Linked DNA regions of Mus musculus: regions 1, 2, 3, 4 and 6 are each linked to region 5. Evidence: chromatin contacts called from public HiChIP or PLAC-seq, Micro-C and promoter capture Hi-C data. All regions are on one chromosome and are shown on one strand. The core of a region is the stretch at or near the end of the contact, and the rest is flanking DNA. Distances in the headings are between cores, read along the strand shown. Region 1 holds the start of Gopc (golgi associated PDZ and coiled-coil motif containing). Region 2 holds the start of Nus1 (NUS1 dehydrodolichyl diphosphate synthase subunit). Region 3 holds the start of Fam162b (family with sequence similarity 162, member B). Region 4 holds the start of Rfx6 (regulatory factor X, 6). Region 5 holds the start of Vgll2 (vestigial like family member 2). Region 6 has its middle 27 kb from the start of Gm46224.

What was found. Promoter capture Hi-C pulls out the DNA fragments that hold promoters and counts their contacts. A called contact is a pair of places that touch in the nucleus more often than the background predicts. HiChIP or PLAC-seq counts read pairs in DNA pulled down with a chosen protein or histone mark. Capture Hi-C pulls out chosen DNA fragments and counts their contacts.
Region 1: an H3K27ac HiChIP or PLAC-seq map of embryonic stem cells shows a contact between it and region 5, with 4 times the contacts expected there. The contact joins the promoter of Gopc here to the promoter of Vgll2 in region 5. A contact is called at or near these places in 3 of 39 promoter capture datasets (cranial neural crest and embryonic stem cells), 9 of 484 Hi-C or Micro-C datasets (cortical neurons, embryonic stem cells, muscle stem cells and 1 more), 3 of 115 datasets of contacts at active chromatin or transcription factors (embryonic stem cells and neural tube) and 1 of 9 other capture datasets (embryonic stem cells).
Region 2: a Micro-C map of embryonic stem cells shows a contact between it and region 5, with 4 times the contacts expected there. The contact joins the promoter of Nus1 here to the promoter of Vgll2 in region 5. A contact is called at or near these places in 5 of 39 promoter capture datasets (the C10 cell line, cranial neural crest, embryonic stem cells and 1 more), 1 of 484 Hi-C or Micro-C datasets (embryonic stem cells) and 2 of 115 datasets of contacts at active chromatin or transcription factors (embryonic stem cells and epiblast stem cells).
Region 3: a promoter capture Hi-C map of pancreatic islet shows a contact between it and region 5. The contact joins the promoter of Fam162b here to the promoter of Vgll2 in region 5. A contact is called at or near these places in 6 of 39 promoter capture datasets (the 3T3-L1 cell line, cranial neural crest, embryonic stem cells and 3 more), 1 of 115 datasets of contacts at active chromatin or transcription factors (stem cell-derived neural progenitor cells) and 2 of 9 other capture datasets (embryonic stem cells and pancreatic islet).
Region 4: a contact with region 5 is called in a Micro-C map of embryonic stem cells, with 3 times the contacts expected there. The contact joins the promoter of Rfx6 here to the promoter of Vgll2 in region 5. A contact is called at or near these places in 4 of 39 promoter capture datasets (cranial neural crest, embryonic stem cells and frontonasal cranial neural crest), 5 of 484 Hi-C or Micro-C datasets (all in embryonic stem cells), 6 of 115 datasets of contacts at active chromatin or transcription factors (all in embryonic stem cells) and 1 of 9 other capture datasets (embryonic stem cells).
Region 6: a promoter capture Hi-C map of embryonic stem cells shows a contact between it and region 5, with 3 times the contacts expected there. The contact joins the enhancer-like site here to the promoter of Vgll2 in region 5. A contact is called at or near these places in 8 of 39 promoter capture datasets (cranial neural crest, embryonic stem cells, liver and 3 more), 1 of 15 datasets of contacts at CTCF or cohesin (stem cell-derived epiblast-like cells) and 2 of 115 datasets of contacts at active chromatin or transcription factors (both in embryonic stem cells).

Annotation. Positions count from the first base shown.
Region 1 is chr10:52,380,357-52,383,620 of GRCm38.p6, forward strand. It overlaps Gopc (golgi associated PDZ and coiled-coil motif containing), which reads right to left and starts at 1,768. Exons shown (of 9, transcript NM_001199272.1): 1 at 1,255-1,768. The coding sequence starts at 1,542.
Region 2 is chr10:52,415,842-52,418,962 of GRCm38.p6, forward strand. It overlaps Nus1 (NUS1 dehydrodolichyl diphosphate synthase subunit), which reads left to right and starts at 1,706. Exons shown (of 5, transcript NM_030250.2): 1 at 1,706-2,327. The coding sequence starts at 1,901.
Region 3 is chr10:51,588,794-51,592,031 of GRCm38.p6, forward strand. Fam162b (family with sequence similarity 162, member B) reads right to left here and starts at 1,667. Exons shown (of 4, transcript NM_029894.1): 1 at 1,472-1,667; 2 at 1,268-1,376. The coding sequence starts at 1,628.
Region 4 is chr10:51,675,892-51,679,012 of GRCm38.p6, forward strand. Rfx6 (regulatory factor X, 6) reads left to right here and starts at 1,869. Exons shown (of 19, transcript NM_001159389.1): 1 at 1,869-2,138; 2 at 2,394-2,550. The coding sequence starts at 1,919.
Region 5 is chr10:52,021,162-52,024,488 of GRCm38.p6, forward strand. Vgll2 (vestigial like family member 2) reads left to right here and starts at 1,341. Exons shown (of 3, transcript NM_153786.2): 1 at 1,341-1,642. The coding sequence starts at 1,562.
Region 6 is chr10:51,552,544-51,556,078 of GRCm38.p6, forward strand. No RefSeq gene overlaps it. Among named protein-coding and RNA genes, the nearest start is that of Gm46224, 27 kb to the left of the region's middle. Within about 2 kb of position 1,343, at least 49 of the 459 cell types and tissues checked have an H3K27ac peak or open chromatin away from gene starts, as enhancers often do. A contact at or near this core is called in embryonic stem cells, where this site is marked.

The DNA of each region.
Region 1 (3,264 bases), core at 518-3,017, 360 kb after region 5:
AAATACCATTTTAAAAGCCACTAAATACTACCTGAAAACTCAGCTTTAGGAATTACCATTCATTGGAGAAAAAAAAAAAAAATCAAGAGACAGCCTTATCTACACTTAATGCTTTTACATAAGTACTTTCATCCCACTCTTTCCAAAAAGAAACCATAGCATCCTGAATATGTAAGATGCTAATCAAATATTAGTGGCAAATGTTTTTCATGGCTAACTAATATGAAAGACTGTTGAGCACTAAGCAAGGACAGGAAACCAATCTAGCATACACATGAATCTGTACACAACAGGCCCTATCATTATTACAGTTAACAGTAAAGAGGAGCTCTTAAGAAAGCTAAGGCACAAAGAACTTCACACATAACAAAGTATCTCTCTTTTTTTTTAATCCTTTTTAAAATCAAAGAGCTACTCTCTACTGAAATTGTCTATTTTTAAAAGGTTTCCCATATAATGTTAGTACACCATAATTTCTAAATCTTGTAATACTGGCCTAGTTGAATTTTCCACACAAAATGGGAGGTTTGGAATTCCTGTTTGCAATCACACTCCCCTTGCTCTGATTAGAGACCTAAGCAAAGGATTGTCTTTACATAGTCTCAAAGGTCTGAAATTAGGGAAAATACTGTAAAATACAAAGACATACCATCTCACTCAATACTAGAAGTTATTTGAATATTGACAGCTCTAAAGACATAGCTGCCCGTAATATCTGCCAAGTGTGAATGTAAACTGAGAAGGTAGATAGGAACATATATATTCCATTACATTTCCCCAAGAGCTTTGATCGGATTCCCCTAAGTTCATGCATGTCTCTGTGTACAGACACGGACGTTGATCTGGGCTATTGGATGAAAATAATCAGAGCTGCATCTGTCTGAAAATACATCATCTAGCTTGTCATTATCAAAGCAGAAGAGGAGAGTTGAGGTATTCCCCGACAGAAGATCTTGGTAATAACACCTACAAGGCAGGTAGTGTGATTAGCTCCTGTCCCCACCGCATGAGATGCTGGGAGGTGGATGACAGGACGTCTGGAGACCCACACATCAGTCTGCATCCTTTTCCTCCCCCACCCGCTCCGCACTCCTTTGCTTCACTCACGTATAAAACGCACTCTCCATCGCATTCGAAGCTGAGGTGTCCAGTGGGTAGGTTTTTAAGGATCATTTTCCTAGTGCTTTAAATGGGATCTAACGACCTCGGACAGCCTGGGGTTGAATGCTATTGCTGCCAGCCCCCGAGGCTCACCTCAAGCTTGTGGTTGATCTGGGACACAGTCTGGGCTTTGTGGCATAGCTGCGCAAAGCAGGAGCTAAGGCTGGTCATCTTCTGACGCCCCTCATAAGTGATGTCCGCCTGGTCCGGATCGATCTCGCCCAAAAGCAGATCCACATCCACGAAGGCCTTGTCGAACTCCTTCTCCAGCACCTCAAGCCATCGGAACATGGACACCCCGCCAGGGGAGACCCCCACAGGGCAGGAGGAGCCCCCTGGGCCGCCGCCGGCTCCCGCCGGGCATGGGCCACCCGCCGACATGGCGCCGTCCAGGGCCTCGCCGACTGCTGCTCACTCTGGCCGCCCGCCCCGCGCGAGGGGAACTGCTAGCACCGCGGCGCCCCCCGCGCGCGCGCACACACAGACACACACGCACACACACACAGACACACACCCGCCGGTCCCCTCCCTTCCCTCGCGCCGCCAACGCCGGCAGCGCAGCTCCAGAGCAGCAAAGGAAGCGGGGCTGAAGCAGCGACAGCGACACGGAAGACCCGCCCCGCCCGCAAGCCGGCCCGCCCCCGCCGCGCGTGCGTAGCGGAGCCCAGAGCAGGCGCAGCCCAGAGGGAGAAAGTGGGCGGGGCCGTACGAGAGCTTAGCCAATGAAAAGCCTTCGCCTCCACAAGCCTGTCTGCGACCATTTTGACGACCGGCAAAACCCTGAGAAGCAAAGGGTTGAGGTGGCCCCTTGCAAGTGGGGAAGACCGGAGGAAGGGAAGGGAAAGATTCCACGTCGCAGAGGGGACCGGCTTCCGCCAGTTTGGCTTCACAGTGGGCCTGGAACCGGTCCACAGACGTCTAGCAAAGTTGCTACTGGGGTGTCAAGGGGCTCGGGTGGGAGCGGGGAGGGCCGTGTGTGCATGCGCAATAGCCACGTTTTCTCTTCCGATTTCCAGCTCTTAGGGCGGGAGGGTGGGGACACTGGCTAATGTTGCTAAACCTGACGGTGCATTCCAGCCAGAAGCTGCCTATGGAAGCTACTGAGCAAGTTTTGTTGAATCAATGGTTCCTCCTTCTATGATTGACAAGCTGGGGTTCTAGGCCAATGTATTATTACATACTAGCTGCCCCACCTCAGTGGTGTTACCTTGCTTGGGTAACAAGGTTTCCAAAGTTTACTTCACTTGGCAATTAAGGTAAAGTGAAAGTGTTATCACTTGGTACATAGCACTCATCTTACTGCATCACAGATCGTATATTTCTAAAGCAACCACTTGGGATGCTGTAATCATCTTATAAACTAGTATTGTGCTCGTTCCCATGTTATTTTCATATGTTCATAAACATTGAATACATATCCCGATTGAGGCACTGAGGACATAAAATCTAATGAAACGACCTCATCCAAGCCGAACTAGTAAGACAGTGAGGCTCTCACGACTTTTAATTCCAGTGTTGCGTGCATTTGAGAGCATTTATCAAGAGCTTTCTTTGTGTCCTGCCTCTCATCTCTTCCACTTCTCCAACTCCACCCCTGTCTAAACCAACAGTAGACTGTCCGGAAGGGAAAGGAGAAGCCAGACTAATTAGAGTAGGCAGGTAGGAATTGTGCTTCCTGACTCGCCTACGGGAGTATGTGGAAAATTAGTCCATAATCTTTCGGAAGTTGTTCTTGGGACGGACCTTTCTAATAAATCATCAACCAAAGTCTGCATGGCATTGTGTGCCTCTCATCAAAGCAGTACCAATAAGAATTAAGAAATAACAGATTTAGTTTGCACTCTGGTTACTCCAATGCATGACTGCTTACCATCAAGCAAAAGCTATTATGACTTCAGCAAACTTAGACAAGTAAAACTAACCATGCAACTCTTCCCTTGAGTTTAGTCAGAGACTGTCTCATAGGCTTAGTACACAATAGTATAAAACATCCTCTTCGAATGGTTGGTTGTATTTTATATATAAATATATAATAAAATAATTTATCTATATCTACCTACCTATACACACACACACACACACACATCCCACTATCTGCTACTT
Region 2 (3,121 bases), core at 456-2,955, 400 kb after region 5:
AAGACTGCATTTTGCTGTTGTTCATGGTCTTCCCCCTCTTCCACTACTTTATCTACTCTCAGAAGAGCTATGGCTATCAGACCAAGAGGGAGAGAAGTGTGTAGGGCGTGCCTCAGCCTTAGCTGACACTTGTAAATGTCTCTTTTATTTCCTCAGAGGAAGGGATGAGATGAGAGCTGTACCCAGGTTATATGGATACATGGCTTGGAATGAACCCAGAGTGTTTCCTTCTCTGTTCTAAATATCCCTAGATCTATGCCTGGAACCTTCTAGCCTCCATACAATCTAATCTTCTGAGCTGACTGATTCAATCTGGCTTCTTACTGAATTGCTCTGACTGGCTTCATACTAACTTTGGCAATATGTTCTAATATGTTCTGACTCTCATTCTCTGACTCATTCTGTCTTCACTTGTATCTAGTTTGTTCCCTCTGTAACCTATCTCAGTAAAACTGTTTTTGTAAAACTGCCATACACATATACTACCCACCTCCCCACTCCACCTCTCTCTCTCTCTCTCTCTCTCTCTCTCTCTCTCTCTCTCTCCTCCCTCCCATAACTAGCATCTGTTTCCTGTCTGTTTTTCTGTGAGTTGGACGTATCCTATCTCTCACTCAATTTTTTTCCTGATTCATAACTTTGCCCTTCAATTAAACATCAATTTCAAACATGGATGCTTCCTTCAACAAACTAGCCTTATCTTCATTGTCAGGGATTACAGGTATGTGCTAAGGGAGTGTGTGTATTCCAGCCAGATCATACTGTAATCCAGTGTGGATCATGGCCAGATCATATCTTTGGCTACGGTTATTGAGAGGAGCCATGTTGCCCAATTAAAATTCCTCCACAGGCATTTCCTGCCAAAGGCAACAAAACTTGCAGATGGACATGAGACTCACGTTTTAAACTAAAGCAAAGCAATTCTTACAGAAATGAGACCAATTAAAACAGGTGACAATGGCCAAAACATTAAGGCCTGTAGACATTTCCTAATGGGAAAAGGGGCTATACAGTAAAAAATATGTCTGTATTACACAGATCCAACTGTATCTGGGCACTGATTCTCTTCTCAGAGTGGCCACATTGAATCAGTTTCGCTTTTCTGTATTTACCTTCTATTGTGTCATTGGTCTATGAAGGACAGGTGGCAGAGCTTGATTTGTTAGGGACCCTAACAGTGTCAGACCCTAACAGTCTGTTTCCAGGTCCTATGCTGTAGGACTTCATTCCCATTCTGGGACGTTCTATTCTCGTCGGAAGATTGGACAAAGAACTGTGATGAGACCTCTCCAAGAACACTTGAGCCTTTGGGGACAAGAACACTTCTGTTTGGGGACCGTGGTCGATTTCCAGCATCTACACTTGCTGATGCGGTGGTGGATTCTCTCTGTGTAACTTCCAGTTCATTTAGATTGCTTTTAACTCCTTGGGAATCGTTTCTGTCATGGCCGTGAGGGGGAGATAGGCAACAAATCTCAAGCTGCAGATCCTCCCCTCAGTCTGAGGAACAGCCCAATCATTCCATAGGAGAAAGGCTAGAGGCGTTGGCGCGTCGCCCTCCTCATCCCCAGGGGGCGCCAGCGGCCCGGAGCCAGCCTCATTCTCAAGCGCACGCTCTCTTTAGCAGTGCGGTGGCGGCTCCAGCCACGACTCCCGGTCGCGTCGGAGTTCCCCGGCAGCCAATCAGAACTCTCCATGTACTAACGGGGGCGGGGCTGCGGAGGGCGGAGGAAGATGGCGGCGGGGGCTAGGTGAGGTGTTGGCAGTGGCGAGGGGCTCGGGCGCGGGGGGTGGGGGGACGCGGAGCGATGGCCCGCGCCGGCCGCTGGGGCGGATAAGACCCTGTCGCGCCGCGGGTGTGGGCCGGAGGGAGGTGACGGTGCCCGAGCGCCACAGGAGTATGACGGGGCTGTACGAGCTGGTGTGGCGGGTGCTGCACGCGCTGCTCTGCCTGCACCTCACGCTCACCTCCTGGCTCCGCGTTCGCTTCGGCACCTGGAACTGGATCTGGCGGCGCTGCTGTCGCGCCGCCTCCGCCGCGGTCCTAGCGCCGCTCGGCTTCACGCTCCGCAAGCCCCGGGCCGTCGGCAGGAACCGGCGTCATCACCGGCACCCGCACGGGGGACCGGGACCGGGACCGGGACCGGCCGCCACCCATCCTCGGCTGCGCTGGCGCGCGGACGTCCGGTCCCTGCAGAAGCTGCCGGTGCACATGGGCCTGTTGGTCACGGAGGAAGTGCAGGAGCCCAGCTTCTCAGACATCGCCAGCCTCGTGGTGTGGTGTATGGCCGTGGGGATCTCCTACATTAGCGTCTACGACCACCAAGGTGAGGCCGGGTGGGAGGTGGGGTGACCGAGGCACTTCCGAGTCTGAGGACTACGTTTCTAGCTAGTTTGTTCCCGGTCGTCCTGCGAGGCCGCCGCCCTCTCCAGGCCCTGCGAGTTTCGGTAGCCCTTGGCCCTTACACTGTGCTGGTGCTTTCGAGGAAGGGAGATCAGTCTTATTGAACGTTGACGTTGACAAAGTCTTTAGATTTGGTTAGTGTTTGTAACATGTAAAAGATATTTAATGTAGTCCGTTAAGGGAGGTGGTTTTCTCTGGCTTTGTTTCACGAAAGAGGGAGCTGACGTTCAGAACATTAACTGATTTGCCCAAGGTCATAAAAGTAACGGGGAGTTAACCAGTCTGTGCGCTCTTCAAAGTGTCTCTTCAAGGGGGTTCAATGAACTCATCTTAAGGGCGACCAAGCAGTGGCGGCTTTATACGTGAGCTGCATTGTAGGATTTCCAAATGAGCTCTCTTGGAGTTAGGTGGCATTTGAATGGGGTTTCTGAAAAGTGTGTGAGAGTTTTGATAGGCCTGGAAAAAGGCCTGAAATCACGTGTTGCCATTTCACCTTAGAGGCCAGTACAGTACTAGATACACTTGTGTTCCTTCAAGTAATCAAGGCAGTGGATTTCACCACGGGTTTGTTAAGGACAGAACTCAACACTTACTGCATGACAAGCCTAAAGCGTTAGTTATAATGGCAAATATATTTCTTGGAATTTTGCCTTCGTCTCAGGCTGGAGGGGAGAAAGGGACACACTCACAGAGGTGATGGATGACATTTGGGGAGTG
Region 3 (3,238 bases), core at 417-2,916, 430 kb before region 5:
TGGAACTCACTCTTTTGACCAGGTTGGCTTTGAACTCACAGAGATCCACTGCCCCTGATTTCCTAGTGCTGGGATTACAGGTGTTCCTCACCACTACCTGGCCTAAAATATTAAATTTTAAAAAGCAGAGTTTATGCTATAAATTTTTCTTAGACTGATTCATATATTTCAGCAGTTTGGGGTCTATAAATGTCATAAAGAGTGAAATTTGCTTAAAATAATTAGAAAATATTTTTAAGTTGAATAACCATGGAAAGATATCAAAATGCCCCTTTTTAATTTTATTTATTTATTTATTTGGATTTTTTGAGACAGGGTTTCTTTGTGTAGCCCTGGCTGCCCTGAAACTCACTCTGTAGACCAGGCTGGCCTCGAACCCAGAAATCCACCTGCCCCTGCCTCCCAAGACCTGGAATTAAAGGCGTGAGTCACCACTCCTGGCCCCTTTTTATCTTTTAACCATTGCTCAAAGAACAAGGAAATGTTTCAGAATGAATGTCTGGGTGTGCATTTTTGCAGCATGTGTTTTCCCTTTTCCATTTACTTGAGGCCGTTTATGATGAGACCAACCATGCTGAAGCTGCCTAGCTTCCCAGGACCAGGAAACCGTGTACCCAGATGCCATTCTCCTGTAACCCAAAAGTCATACCAGGACTCTTGTATCGAACAGTAAGGAGACCCCTCTGTTTCTTTTCTCTCCAGCCACACCACCGATATGGTGATTGAAGATGCAATCTTTCATGGGGGTAAGGCCTGATGTTTGTTTCTGAACCAGTCACATGTTTTGCCGTGAAGCCAAGAGTGACAAAGGCTTGGGCTCGGCTTTTTTATTCAGTCCGCGAAACTCCACCACCACCAGTTTACCATGGGTCTTCCCACCTCAGCTAACCTACTCTGGTAATAACCTCACAGACATGCTCAGCAACGTCTCTTTGACAATTCTGTATCCTGCCAAGTTCCTATTAACCATCACAGTACTCACTGTTCAGAGCTCTCCAGGAACCCATATCCGCAATTGCCCAATAAACACTTGGGTTTTTAATTCAACTTCTGCACTCTCTCTATAATTTCAGCTACCCACTCTCTAGTCGAACACCCTGACCTGTAGGGGAGTAAACTCCCTATGTCAGTGTTAGTTGGAAGAACTGTGTAGTTCTATGGCTGCCTTGCTCCTGGTCAGCAAAGCACAGTTTGGAAACCGTGTCCCTACCCAGGCTGCAAGTCTCCCTGCGGGCGAAACTCAAGCAAGGACCCACTTCACACTTACGGTACAAGGGGTGGGATGTCCTCTATAGATTTGAAACGCCCGGTCCAAAGCAGAATTTTCTTGTCGAATTTCGAAGGCTTGTACTGGGCAGGGATCCTGTGAACTTTCTCTACAGTGGAAGCAACAGGCAGATCAAGAAGCACATTGCATCCAACACTGAAATCCTCCGCAGCCCCCTCCCTCCCAGCCCTGCCCTACTCTGACCTGGGGGCTCAAATCCGCTGGGATTCTGCCCGCTGGAGCTACAGGGGTGACACGCGACCCGGGGACCCCATCGCGGCCAGCGGGAGATGATTTGAGGAGCGCGGTGGGTGGTGAACCCCAAGCCTAGTCGCAGAACGCTGCGGCTGACCCAGAGCATCTTACACTGGAGTCCACAGTCGCCTTCTGTAGCGCTCTGGCCTCCTCCTGATCCTGGATGCTGAGCTGCATGTGCGTGCGCACTCTCTACTCTCTGTTCCCACCCCAGGACAGACCTCCTAGGGGCAGGCTGGGTCCCAGGGAAATTTTCGGGCGCAGACCCACCAATCCTTGAGGCAGCTCAGCAAATCATTTACAAACATTTCTTGGTATTGAGATATGGTTCTCATCAGGATTTCAGCTTTGATCCCATTAGAGAATAAAGCTAATCCTTTTGCTGTCTTTCGAATGCAGGAAATGTAACTCTTTACCAAGCAAGGTCAGGAACTCTATAAACAAACTAAAGATCCCCTGTGAGGAATCTCTGGGAAACCAGCTCTACTCTTTCACTCTGTAATTTATTGCCTTTCTAAGAAAAAAAAAAAAAAAAAAAAAAAAAAAAAGACCTTAGTTCCTACAACTGTTTTTCTCTACTTTCATTTCTTAGTCCAATACTTGAATCCCCATTCAAGTGGGGAACAACTGCGGAGTTCAGAGGTTAACTCTCAGATTTGATTCTCACTTTCTACCCTGTGGGTTCTGGGGAATGAACCCAGGTCCTAAGGCTTGGCAGCAAACGCCTTTAGCAATTGAGCCATATTACAGGCTCCCAAAATGTGCCAGTCTCTGGTTTCTACACTCTTTCTGCTGCTGAAAGGGGGAGAAAAAGTTCTTTAACATTAAACAGGACTAAAAGTTCAGAAAGAAAGGATTTAGACAACAGCCCTCTGAAGAAGTCCTCACTGGACTCCTCCGGCATCAAGACTCATGAAGTGGAATTGCTCTCAGGAACACAGACTCACCTGTGCCTATTTCTGTATCCTGTCTTTCAGCTTCCTTCCACAGCTCAAACCTGCCGCTGTTTCTCCAGCTTGTTTTCCTCCTAACTAGGGTGATACCCTGAAAGAAGCCCTCTTCAATCTCTACAATCGCTAGTTCCTCTTAAACTAAGGAGCTCACCCAAGGAGTTCTCTAGCCATCTGTGGAATAGTGACTGTTGAAGCTAAAGCGTGTAATGTAAGACTTGTACAATCATGGACTCCTCTTCCTCTCATTTGTAAAAACATCCATCATTTTTACCTTTTGTTCATTTAATCCTCAGGCTACTCTAGCCCTCTGTCAAATGAGCAAGATATTTCTTGGAGCTGGAATAGAGCAGTGATGTTAGGTGGGGAGTTGTGGGGTTTTAAAAAAATACAGTGAGGAGATACAGTAAGCTAGAGTAAGGTTTGGGTCTGAGGTTAGGAGCATTGACAATGCTGAGGTCTTACTCTCTAAATAGTACTTTAGAAACTGTGGTTTCTTTCCGCCATCTCAGACTAGTCCCTGAACACAGTGCACATGCAAATGAGAAGTTTCCCCCTAGGTCTGTGATCTATTTAGTTTCAGAGTTTGGGCTATCATAGCTGTGTCAGACCTGGGTTCCATCTCAAGGAATGGGCCTTAAATCCAACCCAAAACTGGTTGTTTACTCCCAATTGCATCTGTATATCCTGCAGGCAGGTCACTGTCGTAGGTTTATATAATCAAATCTATTTTTCTCTGTTTCTGTTCCCCAGGTCTATACTCAGA
Region 4 (3,121 bases), core at 619-3,118, 340 kb before region 5:
ACATCCCTATGGAAATGAAGGTATTGAAATCACACACACGCTCATCCGGAATGATGGTAGACATGCCCCTGTAGAGTAGGTTATCATCAAGTCTTCAAACTTTAGATGCATTTTACTACTGAAGCCTTGTCGTGGGATTTTTAATGTTGGAGGATTATTGATCACTAATTTAATACCTTTACTTTCGCTTGCCTATTTATGGTTCCTGATTTTGAAGAGAAGCACAAAGAATCTCAATGGTGCTTTATAAGAGAGACAATTTATTTTAAAAATACAGCCAAAAATTTGTTTAGGGCCTTACGAGGTATTAGTTTGCATTTTCATTGATCAGTTCAATTGGAAAATTGCCAAATATTCACTTAGTGTCTATATGACTCACATACACAAACACAGCTCCTGGATATCAAGTAGGTTGTATTTTAAAATTAAAGGAGAAATTGTAGTCATTTTCTGAACCTTTTTCTCATTGTTGAGTGACCTGAGTGGATAGAGCCCTGCTGGGAACACAAAGAGGACTCCCATTACAGAACACCCCTGAGTGTGTCTCTGGAAAGGTAGCATACTGTACACTTGAGCACTAAAGAGAAAAGTCCTACACACGAAGCAGGCTGGGAGGCTTTCAGAGGAGTAGGCAGAGAAGACTAACAATCCTAGGTAGGGAACATTGAATGTGTGGGAAAGTGTGTGGCTACAGCCGATGTCCAGCATCCAAAGGAAGCAGGTGAGATGAGCTTGGGAGAAGTGAGGCCTTTCCCAGCAAGTGCTGCTGAAAAGGAAGCAGTCACATAAGCGCAGCTTGACCTGCCCTGGGAAAGGCTGCTCTCTCTGTTGGATTGCTGCTGTAATTGTCCCTTTAGTCAGCTGCCACTCTGGGTCTCATTTTGCTTTCTCTCTGTGGTTTCAGTTTAATGTTATTTCATGCTAAACTCAAAGGTGATGTCGCTTTCTAATCTCCCCCCAAAAGATACAGGATTAGCTGAGATGAGGCAATGGAAACCAAGGCAGGATCCCTCCTTCTCCTGGAGGGCCTGTTTGTCCAAAGAACAGAGAATAGAATAAGAAAAAAACAGCGAGTCAGCCAGGCAGTCGGATCCCAAAGCTCCACCCAGCTCCATTCTTCATAGAAAGCCCAACTTACTTCGAAACAAACCCAGGTTTTGTCATTTGGGAGTGAGATATTATTAAATTTCAGAAAATATTCGTTCCACTGCTGGGCATGAAGTGAGGAATTGTAAGTGATGCACATGCAAGTTTGAATGGTATCTTTTCCTCCAACCTCAATAGTTTAGAGGGATGTGAGACCTAAGTACCCAAAATACAGAGCAGTGTCTCTGTCTTCCAGCCACTGAAAAGGGTGCTCTTCGATCCTTGCATTATTCTGGGAATACATCTGACCCAGGCGGTGCAAAGACCAGGGAAGGGTACTCTGGGTTTTGTTCACTTCCACCTGATACTCAAGTCAAGGCTGACCAGGCAGGTGCCTCGATTAGTCTCCTGAGAATTGATGGGGAAAAGTGAAGTTGCTTGTCCCACTAGAGAAAAGAGCTGAGCTTTATAGGATCCTTCAGGAAGTTTTCAGTTGAGAAATGGTCCTGGGTCTAGAATTAGGCAAGAGAGAACAAACGAAGGGGAAAGTGCTCGGTGTGACTGACAGCCAATGTGGAAGTGAACTGGGAGCAAGCTTCTGCCCAGACCGAGCAAGACACTTGGGAAAAAGGCAGCATCGCCTCCGCCCTCCTCCACCCTGCCATCTGTGCGGTACCTGTTCACCCTGTCCCCTCTCCACCATCGGGGGCTCTGGAGCCTGCCCAGCGGCCACAGGTTCCCCAGCCCCGCCCCGCCCCGCCCCGGGGCTCTGGGCTCTACACAGAGCTCCTTCAAGCCCGGGCGGCGTGCCGAGATCCGGGCGGTGGGAAGGATGGCTAAGGTCCGGGAACTGGAGGAAGCTTTCGTGCAGGAGCAGCCTTCGCCCCAACTTCCCTCCGAGATCGCGGAGGAGTGCTGCGCGCAGCTGCTTGGCAAGGGCTTGCTGGTCTACCCTGAGGACAGTGCTTACCTGCTGGCTGAAACAGCCGCGGGCGCTCGGAGCAGCGGTGAGAAAGGCGGAGATCCCGGGCTGCAGGTGGGAGTTAAATCAGGTGAGTGCTCCACTCTCCCGGCTGCGGTGCTGAGTCCTAAGGGTGTCCAAGAATAAAAACGAAGCACTCTGAATACACATAAAGTAGGATGCTCTGTCGGAACCATTTCGTTTCAGCAGGAACACTGTTAACTATGAGGGTTTTGCTCAACTCCTTCCTTGCTCCTCCTTGGGTGCAAAGCAAGGTGGGTGTGGAGGTCTCTGGACTGATCCGCGTGTTCCCTTGTTCTTTGTCATTCCTTACACTCGCCCTCAGAAATGCAGTTAAACAACGGCAACTTTTCCTCGGAAGAAGAGGATGCGGACACCCAGGAGAGCAAGACCAAAGCAGCCGACCCACAGCTCTCTCAGAAGAAGAGCATCACGCAGATGATGAAGGATAAGAAGAAGCAGACTCAGCTCACCCTGCAGTGGTAAGCTGGTCCTGTCACCCGCACTGGCTGACGTCCACCAGCCCCTGTCTCTAAGACCCTGGCTTTCCTCAACTTGCTTCTCCTTAAAACTTCCACAAGTTTAAAAGACCCACGACAAATGCACCTGTTTTCTTGCACTGCATATGCACACAGAGACCTATTCTGACCCTGACGAAAAGCTAAAGCCACAGGTTCTTCACATGTAAGCTGTGATGAATTTTTCTGTGATTGTTTGCTGAACATAAAATATATTTCTTTGATATTTTTATGTTTTCGAGATATGATCCTTCAGAACAGCGAAAAATGGAAGGCGTTTAACTCTGTTTTAATCCATAGGAGGGCAGGTACTGTGTCAGTCAAAACAGATGGATTGAGTTAAAAGTACAAAACAGAAAAAAAAAATCACTCAAGCAGTCATGATTAAATAATTTTCAGTTTTTACAGCATAGTGCATACATGATTTAATATAGTAAAACACCACAAATTAACTTTTTGCCCCAAGTCTTTTAAAATTGAGAAATAATCAGTAGGTCTTCTACATATGAAGTGTGTTTTATAATACTTTCTGCAA
Region 5 (3,327 bases), core at 91-2,590:
AACCCCGTTTGGAAAACACAAACAGAATGCAACACAGAAGTAATTTGATTTCAAATGTTCCGTTTCTAAAAAGAGTTGTCTTCAAAAGTTAGTTCCTTGCGCTTGAATAGCCTGTGTAAGAATCCTGGTGAGTTGCTGCTGTTAGGTTTAAACTGGCAGATAACAAGGTTTCCTTTCACTTGTATCTATCCATGATGCCTGTACCGGGTGCCTGGGGCCCCAAGACTGGCCTTCCAAGGTCCCTTGAGGTTCTTTCCGTAACTGGAAAGAAAAAAAAAAAGTTTTGCCGCTTAACCTTGCCACGGAGGTAACCTTGTGTCAGTTCACTTTTATAGTAGACCAGAGGGAGGATTCCACTGCGATGTCGGTTCCCTCCCCCAAGGGTTTCTGGTGGGACTTAGAGCAGACACCAGGAACAGCCCACCCTACCCTGCAATAAGAGCCCACCCCGCCCGCAGGCATCACTGGACAAGAAAAGGGACCAGTAAAGGGCATGTTTCACAACTGGAGGACACACTGTTTTTGCCTTAATGAAACTGAGCCGCACAGCTTTTATAACTAAACAAAGAAACAGCCCAAGTACTCTGACTTAGACCCAAGGAGTCATTGCTCTAAATATTGAGGACCCTTAAAGGCCAGGTGGACACTCTGAGCTTGGTCAGCCAGGCATAGGAAGATGGGTGGGAGCTCATAGAATCTTAGAAAGTAGCTTGCACGCTGTCCGTGTGGATGGAGTTGGTTCATTGAAGAGCACCCAAGAGGGTATGAGAGCAACCAAGATGGAAATGAGAAAGAAATGACCCAAAAAAGCAGAATTAAAATTGGAAAGAGTTGCTGGGGTTGGTGGGAGGGCAGAGATGGGACAGAGGGGGAAAGTTGCGTGTCTTAGCCACTGCGGCCACTTCCCGGAGGAGTCCCTCAACTCCTTTCTTAGTGGGGAGATTCCAAAAGATAGCCCTGGCCCTCCTCGTACGCAATCGGGAACTGTAGGCAGAGGTTCTCTACAAGAACTGCTCGAGACTTTGCTGCGCTCTGCTGCCACGGCACCCCCGCTTGTCACTCTTCCTATCTTTGTGTCCCTGCAGTCTTTGTCCCACGTGGAAACGAGGGAAGAAGGAAATCCCTGGGACACTGATGCTCCAGGAGGGAAGACTGGGCTCCCCCACTTCCCCCTCCCCCCTCCCCCACCCACCCCCACCCCCCGACATTCAAGATCCTCAGTCTCTGGCACCTAGGACACGAGCTTTCCGCGAGGGAGTCCGGGAAAACTCTTTGACCGCGTCGCAGTCCTTTGGTCCCCGCCCCCTCTTAGCGTCAGCGCGCCACGGGCTGCAGGGTTTAAATGCGCTCTAGCGGGAGCCCAGGCGCTTCTGCCCGGGAGCACCGCCGGGCTGGAACCGCCGAGATAGAGGGGAGCGAGTTTGCCGCAGCCCCAGCCCAGCGCTGCCCCGCAGCCCATGACTCCGGGGCTCGGGCGCCGCCTTCGCAGCTGCAGCATCCTTGAGCTTCGCGAAAACAGCGTTGATGAGAAACCACTCAGCTGCCTCCGCGGCGGGGAGCCATGAGCTGTCTGGATGTTATGTACCAGGTCTACGGTCCCCCGCAGCCTTATTTCGCAGCCGCCTACACTCCCTACCACCAGGTACGGGTCGTCCAGATGGGGCGGGAACCGGTGGAACACACACACACACACACACACACACACACACACACACACACACACACGGCTACAAAAGTACCACTACCTGAAAGGTCCCCTGAGCTTCCACGCTCCAGGGCGACAGACAGGCACCCAAAGACACCGTGATGCCGGGACCGCGCGCGCTGCAACCGCTATTAACTAATTCTCTTTAACTGGTGCGTTTTCTGTCTGGAGACAGCACCCAAGGCGTGCGGATGTTCACCCACGTCCTTCCCAGATCAGTTAGACTGAATTTTCTTTTTAGAGTCTGGTGCGGGTGTAAAGAGCTTCCCGCAAAGCTCACGCAGGGAAATCCGAACTTTGATCTTGACCGTAGAAATAAAACAAAAGGAAAATCAAAAGCCGGTTTCTCCAAGTCAGAGCTCAGGTGGCCCGGTCTGGCCAAATAGCTAAGGAACTGGTGGATTCCTTATCAGCAGAAACCTGCATCGGCCTTTTGGTCTGTGTTTTACAGAATTCTAGAGAGCATTATTTAGGTGTAGTTGACCCGCTATGGGAGCTCGCCTTTCTGGGACCCAAGTGGCAGAATTTGACAACCCAAAGTCAATTTTAAGAGCGCTTAACCCCGCTCCTGCAAACTGTGGAGGTTTTCTTCTGCCGATTTCTCTTTTCCCTGAGCTGTGTGTCTAGCCAAGCAATGTTTCCTCCGTGTCCCTGGCGAAGGTAGCAGAAATTTGAGGACAGTGTTCCAGGGAAAAAGCGAAAGCACACACACCTGGGGCAGAAGTCTGGATCAGGCTGAAGTAAGCGCCTGGTCTTCCCTTTGGAAAACGCTGTAATGTACTGTAATGTTTGCGTCAATACTTTAAACAATTTTGTTTGCAAATCTCAACGAAATATGAAGATGATGAAGTGAGTAAATTTTGCTTTAAGTTCCCCTCGCAAACTTCCCAAACTAGAACTTGTAGTCTTAGACTTAGGAATCATTTTTAAATGAAGTGGGAATATGGCGTTTGGAGTGTGGTGAAGTTAGAAACTGTTATCTTTTGGTCCCAGCTTCTGAGACCAGCAATCCTTCCCCACTATAGGACCAGAAGAAAGATAGTTAGGTTTTGCTAGTTGGTCCTTTCTCCTCCTGGACCCCAGACCTGTCTACTATATTAAATGTCGCTCTGTAAGACTCTGCCCTTCCTCCAAGGCCATCTCTGCCTTTAGAATGAGTTATCAGTATACCCAGCCTGTGGCTCAATTCTAAGACAATGTTCTCAGTAGCTGTGTCGGGCTTTAAAGTTTCAATGATACAGTGATTTGCTCCATGCTATATCGAAGCTCAACCTTCTTTCCTGCTCCTTTTTATCATTTCTGTCCTAAACTTGTTTGGAGATGCTGACAGTGTGCTAGTTGTTTGCTAACTTTTCCTTACTTAAATGATGTTTTAAAACTGCAAGTACATAGAATATGCCTGTGGCCCCAGCACTCAGGAGGCTGAGAAAGAAAGATCTTAGTTCAGGGCCAGTCTCAGCTACATGGCAAGATGTAGGCCACCCCATGCCTTGGGTCAAAACCAACAAACTAATGAAAACAACTGTCTCCAACTTTGGAGACTTTTTTGTGGGTGCACATAACAAAATCTTACTTCCACTTAGTAAAAAGATCCACATTTCCCCAGTTACAGTTTTAGAACT
Region 6 (3,535 bases), core at 93-2,592, 470 kb before region 5:
ATCTTTCATGCACTATGACAGCCAATTCTGAGTACATCCAACTCTCATAAAAGACAAGTGAAAGAAGAACACAAACTGAAAATAATTAAAAGAAAGCCTATTTAGTCCCAAATCAGAGGAAGCTTGCCTGTTAAGATAAAGGATAGAGTAGGAAGTAAAGACCCACTTAAATATATTTTAAGTGTATATTATACTAGCCCTTACCAAACACCCAGAAGTCAACAAAATGATGTAAGTATTTTAAAAAGAAAAATCAAGCTGAGTGCAGGACTTAAACCCCAGCACTCAGAGACAGAGCGTAGGCAGATCTCTGTGAGTTTGAGGGCAGCCTGGTCTACAAAGTGAGTTCCAGGACAGCCAAGGCTAATCAGAAAACCCTGACTCAAAAACAAAACAAAATTCTGACAGCTTTCCTGTGTAAAGCCATTATGACTCTACATAATCAATAGTAGCATATCTAACAAAAAATGCATGTATTACTAGCAAGAAAGTACACTGTTAACGATGCATACTCTATGCTGTTACAGCAGACTAGACGAATGCACATTTGGAAAACAGCTGTGTAAGAAATATATGAAAAGCCACTATGAACCAGAACAACGTGACCGGGAGAAACCACAAGGAGTCTTAGAGTTGGGAAATACGTTTAGTATTCTATTAGATTTGCCCAATCTAAACATATGACTTATAATTAAAATATTTGGACTGTGTGTTATTTATACAGGCTATTAGGGATGGAAATTTTAGCAACAAATTGGTGCACCTTATGTCCAGCTTAGACTCGAACTAACCTGAAAAGAAAATCCACCCCCTAGCCCCCCTTCCCCCAGTATAAACAACTAGGGCTTCACTCTCAAGCTGTGTCCGGGTGGAAATTACACATATAATGAATCTAAGGGGTCTACAGAGAGCTAACTGAGAGGCTCCCACCCCAAGCCCCAAGTAAACCTAGGCAACAAGCGGTAACAACGCAACCCTGAGCTGGGACACAAGGTGGCGCCAATGTCACAACATAGTTTGGGTTCGCGGAGCCTGAGAGAAAAACCAAGGACCCAAAGTAAAGGCTGCCTGAGAAGCAGCGTTCACAACTGAAGATCAGTAACTGATAAAACTGCAACTAACTTTCCAAAGCTTTCTCACGGACACAACGGGCTGATAAAGGCATCTCGGCCCCAAGCCAACCTTCCCGTGCACATTTTCTGATTTCTGATATCCCCCCCCCACCCCACCCCCCTTATAAACAAGGCACAGGACAGCCAAACCAGCTCTCCCAACTACTTACACTGCAGGCTGCCTAAGAACAATACACCTGCCACAGGCTACATCCCAGACTAAAGGCAGAGAGGGCTCAAAGCCGCAAAAGCCAAGAGTCTTTGTGCAGTCAGCCCCTCCTTACTAATAAAAGAATCCGAAAGGACCACAATTTCCTAAATCGAACACCAGAGGGAACCAAAGATACAAGAAACTCCAGACCAAATAATAACACTTAAAACAGTAATTAACGCAATCTCTTTCTCCTTCACTTCCTCCCATGCGAGTAAGGTTCTATAGAGAATTAAGGAGTTTCTTAACTAGTGACTGTAAAAGAAATGATTTGGGTTTTCTTTTTAACAATCTTAGATTCTCAGAGTATATGTGACCAAAGTCTAAGAAATTAAATTTGCCAAGGTTCATTGAAGAAACGTTTGCATTTTCTACAGGCTAACTCTAAAAGCTACACCAGGATCCGCTCTGAAGTAACACTTTACCAGCAAAACGTGTAATTATAAACAGTGTGATATGCCGCCCCCCCATTAAGCAAAGCAAACATTTTGATTGATTACTACTTAACTTTAACTCAACCAACCTGTCCTATAATAGATTCAGTCATCCCAGAGACAACAGCACAATGCCACAGTAATGAAAATGCAGCTCTACCTTTTGTCTATATAACAAGGAGCTACACTAAGGACTGAAGAGTGCTAATGTGCACATACATTAAGAGCCATGGCCCCAGAGAAATAATGTGAAATCATCTAAACCAGGATAAAGACAACCAGGCAATCAGGTAGTGCTGTATAAACAGGGATCTTAAATGCTAAACGACTGCATATATATATATATATATATATATATATATATATATATATATATATATATATATATATATATAAACACTGACATACATACTGAGAACAATTTCCTGAGGGGGCAAACATACACAAAAATAACCATAAGAAGACTCAAAATTAAGAAAAAAATTGGGACATAATACCCAATAAACAAAGAAAAGTGCTAAAATGAACACAAAGGAAAAATCTAGATTGGGTAAATGAAAACTTAGAGAGAGGTTATTTGGAATCAAATAAAAAAGGAAAATAAAATTAAATAAATAAATAATTGGGGGGACAGAAACTAATAGAACAGTCTCACTAGGCAAATAAGTGGCCGAGTAGTTGTCTTAGTTAGGGTTTTATTGCTGTGAAGAGATACCATGACCAAGGCAAGTTTTATAAGGAAAATATTTCATTGGGCTAGCTTACAGATTCAGAGGTTTAGTCCATTATCATCATGGTGGGAAGCATGACAGCATGCAGGCAGACATGGTGCTGGAGAAGGAGCTGAGAGTTCTATATCCTGATCTGTAAGCAGCAGCAGGAGACTGTGTCCACACGGGGTGTTATTCGAGTCACAGCACCATATAAAGTGTTTGTATAAAAAGAGAAAGAGAAAGGGAGATAGTCTATGCCTCAGTGGGGCCATGCGAAGACATCCCTTCCCCCTGAGGGACCAGCCACAAGAAGGTATAGTATAGAATAGAGCTTATTCAGGGCATGGGGAGGGGAGTCAGGAGTTAGGAGGGTAGAAGAGGCAGGGAAAGGCAGAAAGACAGAGAGAGAGAGAGAGAGAGAGTGTGTAGAGGCTGACCATGAGCATGTAGAGAGAGGGGGGAGGGAAAGGAATGGAGGAGGTGAGGGAAGAGCAAGGGAACAAGGGAATAAGAGCCCTAGAAATCAAGAAAGAAACAAGAGAGGGAGGAGGGGGCAAGCAGTCCCTTTTATAGTGGGTCAGTCCTACCTGGCTGTTGCCAGGTAACTGGGGGGGGGGGTGGAGTTTAGACAGAATGCTAATATTGGGTATAGCTTGACTATATATTACTACCTCAAAGCCCACTTCCACAGTGACACACTTCCTCTAACATGGCCATACATAATAAGGCCAAACCTCTTAATAGCACTACTCCCTGTGGAAAAGCATTCAAACACACGAGCTTATGATGGCCATTCCTATTCAAACCATCACAGTAGATTAATCTTCAAACAAAGTTCATAGCTAAAACTACATTAAAAATTAAAATTTCCAGATATCTTCACCAACCCACAAGACAAACTACTCATCGATTCCAAAGATTAGACCCAGGAAGGGTAGATAGAGCTGGTAAAAGAGACAACAAAAAGGGGTAATTAAGTGACTCAGAATTGTGACCTTTTCCTGACTTTCTCTGACAAAACCAAATATGTTTTCTGCTATGTATGTGCCCTTTCTCAAGCAAGAA